2 separate regions of the Mus musculus genome follow, and region 1 is linked to region 2. Evidence: chromatin contacts called from public HiChIP or PLAC-seq data. All regions are on one chromosome and are shown on one strand. The core of a region is the stretch at or near the end of the contact, and the rest is flanking DNA. Distances in the headings are between cores, read along the strand shown.

Region 1 (4,570 bases), core at 466-2,965, 350 kb before region 2:
TGCAGATCTTAATAAACATTTTAATATTAAGACAATCTGGTTGCTAATTGAGGAAAACATTACATACCTCATTTTATCATGATATTTCATGTTCCATGAATCAGGTGATTAAAAACAAGACACTGGAAACTAAGCTATGAAGAAGTTATCTTCAGTAATACCACTGCCCACAAATTGGATATATTTCTGATATTTCAAAGTATCATCTCCTTGGAATTCGTCCTGGAAGCTGTCTAGGGAAATAGTTGGTGAAGGGGCTTGGTGGTTGCTCTTCCAGGGGCCCTGAGTTCTCTTCCTAGCACCCATGTTGGGTGGTTCACAATTGGCTGTCTGCCCAGTGGTATTAATACATTTAGTCTGACACTCCTCCTAGATTGTTTCAATTCCCAAATTCCATTATTACTCCATACTTACTTCTTTTTGTTTGTTTGATAGTCTTGCTATATACACATTCACAGACAGACAGATACACACACACACACACACCCTACCTACCTACCTCCTAGGCTAGCCCTGAACTTCTCAAGCCTTAACTCCCTAAGGGGTGGTGTCACAGGTGTTAGGCTCCAACCATTAACCTTTATCAGACTTAAGTTACATAAAATGTTTAAAATCAACCTTGCTTTAAACACTTTCAGATCCTTTCAGTTAAGAACAAGCGACTCCCAGGCAGTGGTGGATTGCCTCTTTAGTATCAGCACTTGGAAGGCAGAGGTAGACAGATCTCTGGGTTTGAGGCCACCCTGATCTACACAGCAAATTCCAGGACAGCCAGGGCTACACAGAGTGAATCTGTTTCAAACAAACAAACAAACAAACAAACAAACAGGAAAAAGAAACAAGAAAGGGAGGGAGGGAGGGAGGGAGGGAGGGAAAGGGATTATTACAAAGCACTCTGAAAACCCACTGAAAAGTAAGAGAAATTCCCCAGGAGAAAAACGTCACACAGAGAAAACAGCAGTACGGGTCTCTGGCACTGGAGCACATAACAACAGGAGTATGTTGTTTAAAGACCTTTCTTCTTTGCCTTTTCAAGTTTTCCTTCAAGTGTCCAGTGTGTATGAGCTCCCTCTCTCCATGCCCCTCCCTCCCATCAGTCCCCTTTGTCCCACTGGGCAGTGTTGCATCTACTTTCACATCACAGTCACATGCATCTATTTTATGTATCTATACACAATCTAGGAGCTACAAACCAGAGACTATGTATTATATCTGTCTAAAAAGAATATCTCATCAAACAGAGTACAGGAGGCTATGGTAACAGGGCTGGGGTGACAGGACCTGCTGACTGAGTAGATGTGAAATGAGAAAGGGACAGCGTGAGAGAGAAAAAGCCACTGGTTTGTTCCAGCACCCAAACTGATCATTTTCATTATTGTAGTATTCTCCAGTAGATATTCTACTAGAACTACAAAGGGTCTCAGGATTGCCCTATTCACAAGCTAGCAAATTAACAGGCTACAATTTCATAGGGAAATGGCCGACTCCTGTGCAGGAATGGACACACTGACTTCAGTCCTCAGGGCAATAGCAGCACACCGGTCACAAAGAGGGCAAGCAACACCTACACCCAAGACAGAGTGTGTTAAAGGGCAGAACTTCAAGGCCTGGCTAGAACACAAGTCTTATCAAAAAGCAGCAAGCTGTACTACTGACTCTGCCAAATAAGACTTTGTTTCATCACATAAGACTTAAATTTCATCACAATAAAAAGATGTAAGCAATGGCACACATGATCTGTCTTCCAAGGAAGCAGTGAGCAGAGGGACTGGCTGCCCTTTGCTCCATAGTTGTTTTCAAGGCTGTGTAACAGCAGCCTAGAAGACAGAGGCACATTCCAAGGCTTCCGCCAGCCCTTCCTCTGAAAAGCAAAACTGCTTGCTAATGCAGAAAAGAGACCTGCCTTTTAGCTAGCTGTCGTTAGCAGGTAGAAAGCCAAAAACACAAGGTTTGAAGTGTTTAAAGTTTGGAGAGGCAGTCCCTACCACACATGCCCAGCCTGCCTTTTAGCACTTCCTTTGGTTTGTTCCTTTCCATCCATTTCAATAAACAGCGAAGTGTCGGATTTGTAAGCCTGCCTTTGCACAAACCTTTAATCCTGGCACTTGGAAGGCAGATGAAGGTGGATCTCTGAGTTTGAGGCCAGCATGGTCTACAGAGGGAGTTTCAGGACATCCAAAGACTACACTGAGAAATCCTGTCTCAAAAAACAAAAACAACACAACAAAACAAGCTGACACAGAGAAGAGAAAAATAAAGAGAAAATTCATCTATGAACTGCCAGCTTTCACAGTGAAAAAGAAGGGACCCTGAATTAAAATGACTCTAAAGGAAAGATAACTTAGGGCCAATGGAATAAATTCAACCAACTTTTTCCTAGAGTAATCAAGAGACAGTCAGCAAACACGGAAGAGGTTCTTTTCCTTCCCTGATTCTTTTCAATGACACTGAAAATGAAGGCCAGAGCTTCCGACTTCCATTCTGCTGGGTATGCACTTAATTGGGATCTGAGTAACAGAGAGGCTCACACACTGAGCGGTCTCAAAAATCATTGTTATGAGTTAGAATCGTAGCAAAACATGAGACAAATCATGTATTAAACTAGTTACTACTATCAGTAAAAAGCATCCATTCATTTACAGCCTATCTTCTTTTAATCCTTCTATGCAAATAACCAGTCATAAAAATTTTTCTAGTTACTAGCTATGGGATCCTGGCCAACTCATTTCAACTTCCATTTTCTTCTCTGTTTACAGAGACAGTGCCCATTACCTTCCTCTGAGAACTGTGGGAAGTCCACGTCCCTTCATTCTGAAGCAAGCTGAATGTGAGGCATTCACTCAGGCATACTGAGTTGGACACATCTAAAGCCCAGGGTATAATCTCACTGCCCCAGATTCATTTATCCTCCACATTTTCAGAATTTTAAATGTGGGTGACAACTGGGGTCAACTGTCCTTCCTTTCCTCCATGAGTCCCAAGAGAGAGCTAAAAAGCAGACCCTTCCTATTTAAATTCAAGGTTCTGGGTGACCATGACTTCGAGGAAAACAGAGAGAGGACACAATTGGCTTCGCCAAAATACTCAACCCACACACACTGTGAAATAATAAGTGCCGCTGCTTTAGCTGGGTATGGTGGTAACATGTCCTTAATCAACTTGGAAGGCTGGAGGCAGGAAAGTCTGGGGTTCAGGGCCCCAGCCTGGGACAAGGAGACCTACTTGGTCCTCCTGCCACCTCCCTCAGAGGTACAAAGGTATGGTTTAGTAAACTCCTCACAGATTTGGTGAGGCAGAGAAAGGGGATCCCTGGGTTTAGAGAGACCTTAAAGTGGAGACGGCTGCAGAGAAAGCAGGTAAAAGCATTTGTCACATCACGTAAGTCTGGCAACTCAAGTTCCATTTCTGCAACCCACAAGTGGAAGCAAAGAACTGACTGTCACAACTCCCTTCTGACCAGGGTGACATGGACACCCTGGTACACGTTCACACACACACACCATTACACACCCCCTAACACATACACACACACAAGTTTTTTCTTTGTCATTAAAAGTGCTCTAAGGGGCCAATGAGATGGCTCAGTAGGTACAGGCACTTGCTGCCAAGCTTAGTGAACTGAGTTCAATCCTTGGAATGCACATAGTGGAAGGAGAGAGCTGACTCCTGGCTCGGGCCTCCACATGCCCATGTGGCATACATGCCTACACACACAGACATGTATCATTTTATTTTATTTAAAGCTAAAATATTGTTGGCTTACATGCTTGCAAGGTTCTAGGTTTGTCTCCTATATTGCTAAAAGTAAGTAAGTGAAATCCTAAAATATATTGAATATAAGTAAGTACTTACTAAATAAAGAAATAACACAACTTTATCTGGCACTGTAGCTCACACCTTTGATCCTAACACTCAGGAGACAGAGGCAGGTAGATCTTTGCATTCCAGTCCAGCTTGGTCACAGAACTAGTCCCTAGTTCCAGGGTAGCCAGGACTACACAGAAAAACCCTGTTTCCAAACCCAAAAAAACAAACCAGAAAGAAACAGGGTTGAAGAGCCGGGTGTGGTGCTGCATTCTTTTAACCCCAGCACTGGAGAGGCAGAAGAAGCAGGCAGATCTCTGTGAATTTGAGACCAGCTTGTTCTACCTATAAATTCAGGCCATGCAGGGTTACATAGTAAGACCCTGTCTCAAATAAAGGGGGTAGGAGGCAAGGGGCAGGGGCTGGAGATGGGAAAGTGGTTAATACTGCTTGTTACATAACCATGAGGCCTGCTGTTCAAATCCCTGTACCCACTTAACAAGCCAATTCCACAAATATCTGTACCTACAGCTCTGAGGACCCCAATGCCCTACCTGGGCTCCTCGTGCTCACAGGCATGCATACTGCACACACATGAGAACATGCTTACAAAGACATGCACACACACAGATTAACAAAAGAAAAAACACCGGGCAGTGGTGGGGCATGCCTTTAATCCCAGCACTCGGGAGGCAGAGGCAGGCGGATTTCTGAGTTTGAGGCCAGCCTGGTCTACAGAGTGAGTTCCAGGACAGCCAGGGCTACA
Region 2 (4,589 bases), core at 1,812-4,311:
CATGTCTCAGGCATCCACTGCTTTTCCTACTGTGCATTTTGTTTGTTTGTTTGTTTGTTTGTTTGTTTTTGAGACAGGGTTTTTCTATGTAGTCCTGGATGTCCTAGAATTCACTTTGTATACCAGGCTGGCCTCAACCTCAAAGATTCTCCACCTGCCTCTGCCTCCAGAGTATTGGGATTAAAGGCATGCGCCACCATCACCTACCTGGCTGACAATTTTTAATTTACTTTTGAATATCAGATTTTCATATCTTATGAGCCCTTTGCCAACCTCTTCGTTTGTGAGACAAGACTTTGCTACGTAGTCCACGTTGGACTTGAATTCACTATGTGACCCGACCTGGCCCAGAACACATTGTGCTAGGACGGCAGCCATGTGTCAAGCTTGCTCAGCACCTGCCTTCTCTTGAAGCTCCTCCTTCTCTCTGCTGCTAAATCCTCTGCTTCGGAAGCCATCCTCCTTGGCCTCCCCAGAATTGACGTGATGTTACTTTTACTCTCCTGAGTTTCGTTTTTATTAGGGAAGGTAATTTTTCTGATACTGTTTTAAAACATAGTGTCAAGGTATTGGGAAATTTTCAGTACACCTATTTTTGATTTTACCGTCCCGTCTGAAAACTGTCTTTTAAACTAGTTTGTCAAGAAGTTAGTGATTGGCCGGGCAGTGGTGGCTCACGCCTTTAACCCCAGCACTTGGAAGGCAGAGGCAGGCGGATTTCTGAGTTCGAGGCCAGCCTGGTCTACAGAGTGAGTTCCAGGACAGCCAGAGATACACAGAGAAACCCTGTCTCGAAAAGAAAGGAAAAAAAAGAAGTTAGTGATTAGTGGTTAGTGGTGCTTTTGTAACATTGGTTTAAAAGGAAAGGAAAGTGGAAGACATTCTGATTTGTTTTTCACCTTGGCGTTGCCTTGTCCTTTCCCCTTAGACACACTGGCATCCCAGCTCCTCCACGTGTTTGCATTCTTGGACTGTTGTGAAGACTTTGGGAATGAGAGAGTTAAATGTTGTTCCTATTGCTCACTTGTATGTGTGTCTTATTTCCTGCTGTGGTCACTGACACTAGACTCCTGCAATGATGGCTTGAATCTGAGAGACCCCTTCCCTCCTCTGGCCACAGCAGTGCAGTCAGCGCCCCAACTCTTTGTGCATAGAGAACAGTGACTGAGCGCTCGGAAGGCAAGGGCGGAAACTGCCCTGCTCTGCTCTCTCCCCGAGCCTGCTGAGTCCTGCGTTGTGGAACCCATCTCAGCCTGTGGACTGCTTTCGCCTGTCCTTCTGCCATCTTCAACACTGAGATTCTACTCCCCGTGGTCCTCACTGATGTAGGGTTCCCACCCTCTCTTATGCTCCGAATGCCACCACGAGTGTCCGTAGTACCACAGGCGATGGCAGCCTGAGTGAGCGAGAGCCTTGACGGTGGGTCTTTTTGTAATTCCCAGGAGATGAGTTCCACGTGGGAATCACTCAGTCCTTTCCCTCCGCTCAGCACCGTGTTAGTTCTCATTCCCTTTTCCGTAGAGTAGGAAGGACAGTGTATTACAGATGAGTTTAGATAGGAAAAGGGTGATCTCTAGGGTCTCACATTTATTCCACCATTCTCCTTCCAAGAGGTTTGGTGCTCTGTGACTCTTAAAGAGTCTAAATAATGTCATTAGAAGATAGATGTCAGCTGGGCGTGGTGGCGCATGCTTTTAATCCCAGCACTTGGGAGGCAGAGGCAGGTGGATCTCTGAGTTTGAGGCCAGGCTGGTCTACAGAGTGAGTTCCAGGACAGCCAGGGCTACACAGAGAAACCCTGTCTCGAAAAAAACCAAAAAAAGGAAGATAGATGTCTTCATCCAATTCTCCCTCACCTGGGAAGAGTTGAGAGCGCCTTTAATAGAAGACCATCAGACTTCTGGAAGAAGCTTGGTTGTTACAAGTTTTTGTTTCAAGACTGAAATTTTATATCTACACTCCAATTCCCACAGAGGGTGGTCAGTACCTCTGCTCAGGAGAAGGCATGTTTAGAAGACCATCAGAAGGACAGTCCCTCATCAGTTACCTCTCTGAGCAAGACTTTGGCAGCTGTGCAGACCTGGAAAAGGTGAGGCGCTCAGAGGGGCAGATTAGGAGCTTGTGCAGTGTGGGGTCTGGCCTATGGGAGCTCGTGCAGTGTGGGGTCTCTGCTGCCACAGTTCTAATGAGATTCTGAGTACTCGGGAGTAGCTATGAGCTGCAGGAAAGCTCAGTGAACTCGTCTGGGGACTCTTCAGGGAGCGTATGCTCAGCTTGTTCTTTGACCCCATGGCCTCACACAAATACTTCTCCCAGAATCAAGTTCTATTTTTTTGTTTGCTTTGCTTTGTTTTTCAAGACAGGGTTTCTCTGTGTAGCCCTGGCTGTTCTGGAACTCACTTTGTAGACCATCCTGGCCTCAAACTCAGAGATCCACCTGCCTCTGCCTCCTGAGTGCTGGAATCAAAGGCATGCGCCACCTGGCCAAGTTCTGTATTTATTCCTGGGATCTCATATGTGTACTTTATATCTGTGCACTAATCTTTTATATTGGGACATGATATTTATCTTACTCCTTTGTGTATGAATGTATGACTTTAGGAAAAGAGCCTGTTTGGAATTTCTGCCATGTTCTCTCTTTCATTAGCCTTTGTTTCAAGGATGATGGCCTGGCTTGATCAGCTTAATTAGTAGCGAAGAGTCAATTGTCTTATCAGAAACATCTGGAAAGAACTGCAGTGTCCAATAGGCAGGGTCCAAAAGCATTAGACATGGATTCAATATAACTATAAGCAACATTTTGCTGTTGGTTTTGAGTCAGGGTTTTACTATGCAGCCCAGACTAGCTTCAAACTTTAGATTCCTCCTGATTACAGGTGTGTGATACCTTTGAGTAATTTTTTAAAGCAGTCATAAGAGAAAACAGCAGCTGATAGAACTTCAAGTTTTATCTTCCTCAGGAGTTGACTCAGTTCAAAGTGTTCATTCTTAGAAGCCATGTTATCAGACTTCTCTAGAAGATCTGGGAGTGTCTCATCTTCTCCAGAGCAAGCGGTGTTTCCCATCATAGTCTGGGCAGAGCTTCAGCTAGCCAGACCATGTGAGGCTGGTCTGCATGCCACAGCAGCGCTGTCCATTGCATTTTCTCAGTGCCCTAGAGTGGTGGGAAAGTTTGCTGCCAGACACCTGAGTTAGCATTAGGGCCGTGGAGGTGGTTCCTCCATGTGTAGATAGATAATCGCATCAGCTTCAGGGATACTGTTTTGTGTCGACCCTCTTTAAGGAACTACCATTTTCTTCATGTGCTGTGGCTGCTCTGTGAGCTACATCTTCCTTCAAGCACTTCCTCTCCCACCAATGTGCCCGGTGCTTGCAGTTTGGTGACTTTTTTTAAACCATAGTTTGTTTCATTGTGTTGAGCGGAGCACCAGGGAGTAAGACTGGCACTGAAGTCTTCGGCTGAGAGCTGAGATTCTCTTCTCATTTTTATACAGAACATGGAGCAGATGAGACAGTCATGGCCAGAGACTCTAGAGCAGGTTGTCTGCCCGCCTGCTGTCCTTACAGCAGACAGGTGCTTTTCCCCTGGTATTTCTGAGGAAAGCACACGTCTGTGAAGCTCTGCTTCCCCACAGCGAACTCAGCAAGGTGTTCCATACTTTTAGTCCCCTGACAAGCAGCATCTTTGGGGTCCTCCTTCCTCCAGGAAAACGCCCACTTCAGCATCTCCGAGTCCTTGATTGCCGCCATTGAGCTGATGAAGTGCAACATGATGAGCCAGTGTCTAGAAGAGGAGGAAGTAGAGGAGGAAGATAGTGACCGAGAGATCCAGGAACTGAAGCAGAAGATCCGCCTTCGGCGCCAGCAGATCCGCACCAAAAACCTGCTCCCTGCGTACCGGGAGACTGAGAATGGAAGTGAGTAGGCCTGTGGCCGCCGAGTACTCGCCTCTTTATGGCTTCACAAGCTTGGGCCATGTGGCCGCTCTCCTCTGCTCTGTGTGACGTGTTATACCTCAGCTCAGGGTTCCGCTGCTGTCAGAAGACAGTACTGTGGTGGTCTGTGTTGTTGGTGATGGTGTTATTTTTCCCTTGATAGACTAGGAATATCCCTAGAACTCATGTTTCCTACATCAGAAACAGCTTTATCTCAGAATGGGCTTCCAAGGTGAGAACTAAGGCCAGGAGTCACAGATGGGCTTCTCCAAAGTTGAGTGGAGCAGCAGCAAGTGTCAGTTCGGTGTATAGCTTCAGTCCCAGCCAGGTCCTGTCCTTGATCCTGTCTGTGACTGTGACGATCTCAATATCACAGGCTTCCGGGTCACCTCCAGCAGCTCCCAGTTCAGTTCACGGGATTCGACGCAGCTCTCTGAGTCCGGCTCTGCTGAGGATGCTGACGACTTGGAAATCCAAGGTGAGGAATGACAGCTTGTTACAGGGGTGTTTATTACTTGTTTCTTCTCATTTGAAATGCTGGGCTGAGTGACCCCTGAAGAAGATCTTCACTATGACCCATTACAGAGCACCGTTATTGTAAGGGATGGCTACTAATGCTAAAAATGCCGTTAACATGCATGAAGGTGACAGCCT

The links. HiChIP or PLAC-seq counts read pairs in DNA pulled down with a chosen protein or histone mark.
Region 1: a contact with region 2 is called in an H3K27ac HiChIP or PLAC-seq map of microglia, with 4 times the contacts expected there. The contact joins two enhancer-like sites. A contact is called at or near these places in 2 of 39 promoter capture datasets (the 3T3-L1 cell line and hippocampal neurons), 4 of 115 datasets of contacts at active chromatin or transcription factors (T-cell acute lymphoblastic leukemia, embryonic forebrain, large pre-B cells and 1 more) and 1 of 9 other capture datasets (embryonic stem cells).

The regions. Positions count from the first base shown.
Region 1 is chr16:33,189,011-33,193,580 of GRCm38.p6, reverse strand. All of the region lies in intron 1 of Osbpl11 (oxysterol binding protein-like 11), which reads right to left. Among named protein-coding and RNA genes, the nearest start is that of Osbpl11, 6.2 kb to the right of the region's middle. Within about 2 kb of position 1,715, at least 53 of the 459 cell types and tissues checked have an H3K27ac peak or open chromatin away from gene starts, as enhancers often do. A contact at or near this core is called in microglia, where this site is marked.
Region 2 is chr16:32,835,738-32,840,326 of GRCm38.p6, reverse strand. Rubcn (RUN domain and cysteine-rich domain containing, Beclin 1-interacting protein) reads left to right here. Exons shown (of 19, transcript NM_172615.4): 8 at 1,974-2,089; 9 at 3,707-3,917; 10 at 4,312-4,413. Among named protein-coding and RNA genes, the nearest start is that of Smbd1, 28 kb to the right of the region's middle. Within about 2 kb of position 3,061, at least 2 of the 459 cell types and tissues checked have an H3K27ac peak or open chromatin away from gene starts, as enhancers often do. A contact at or near this core is called in microglia, where this site is marked.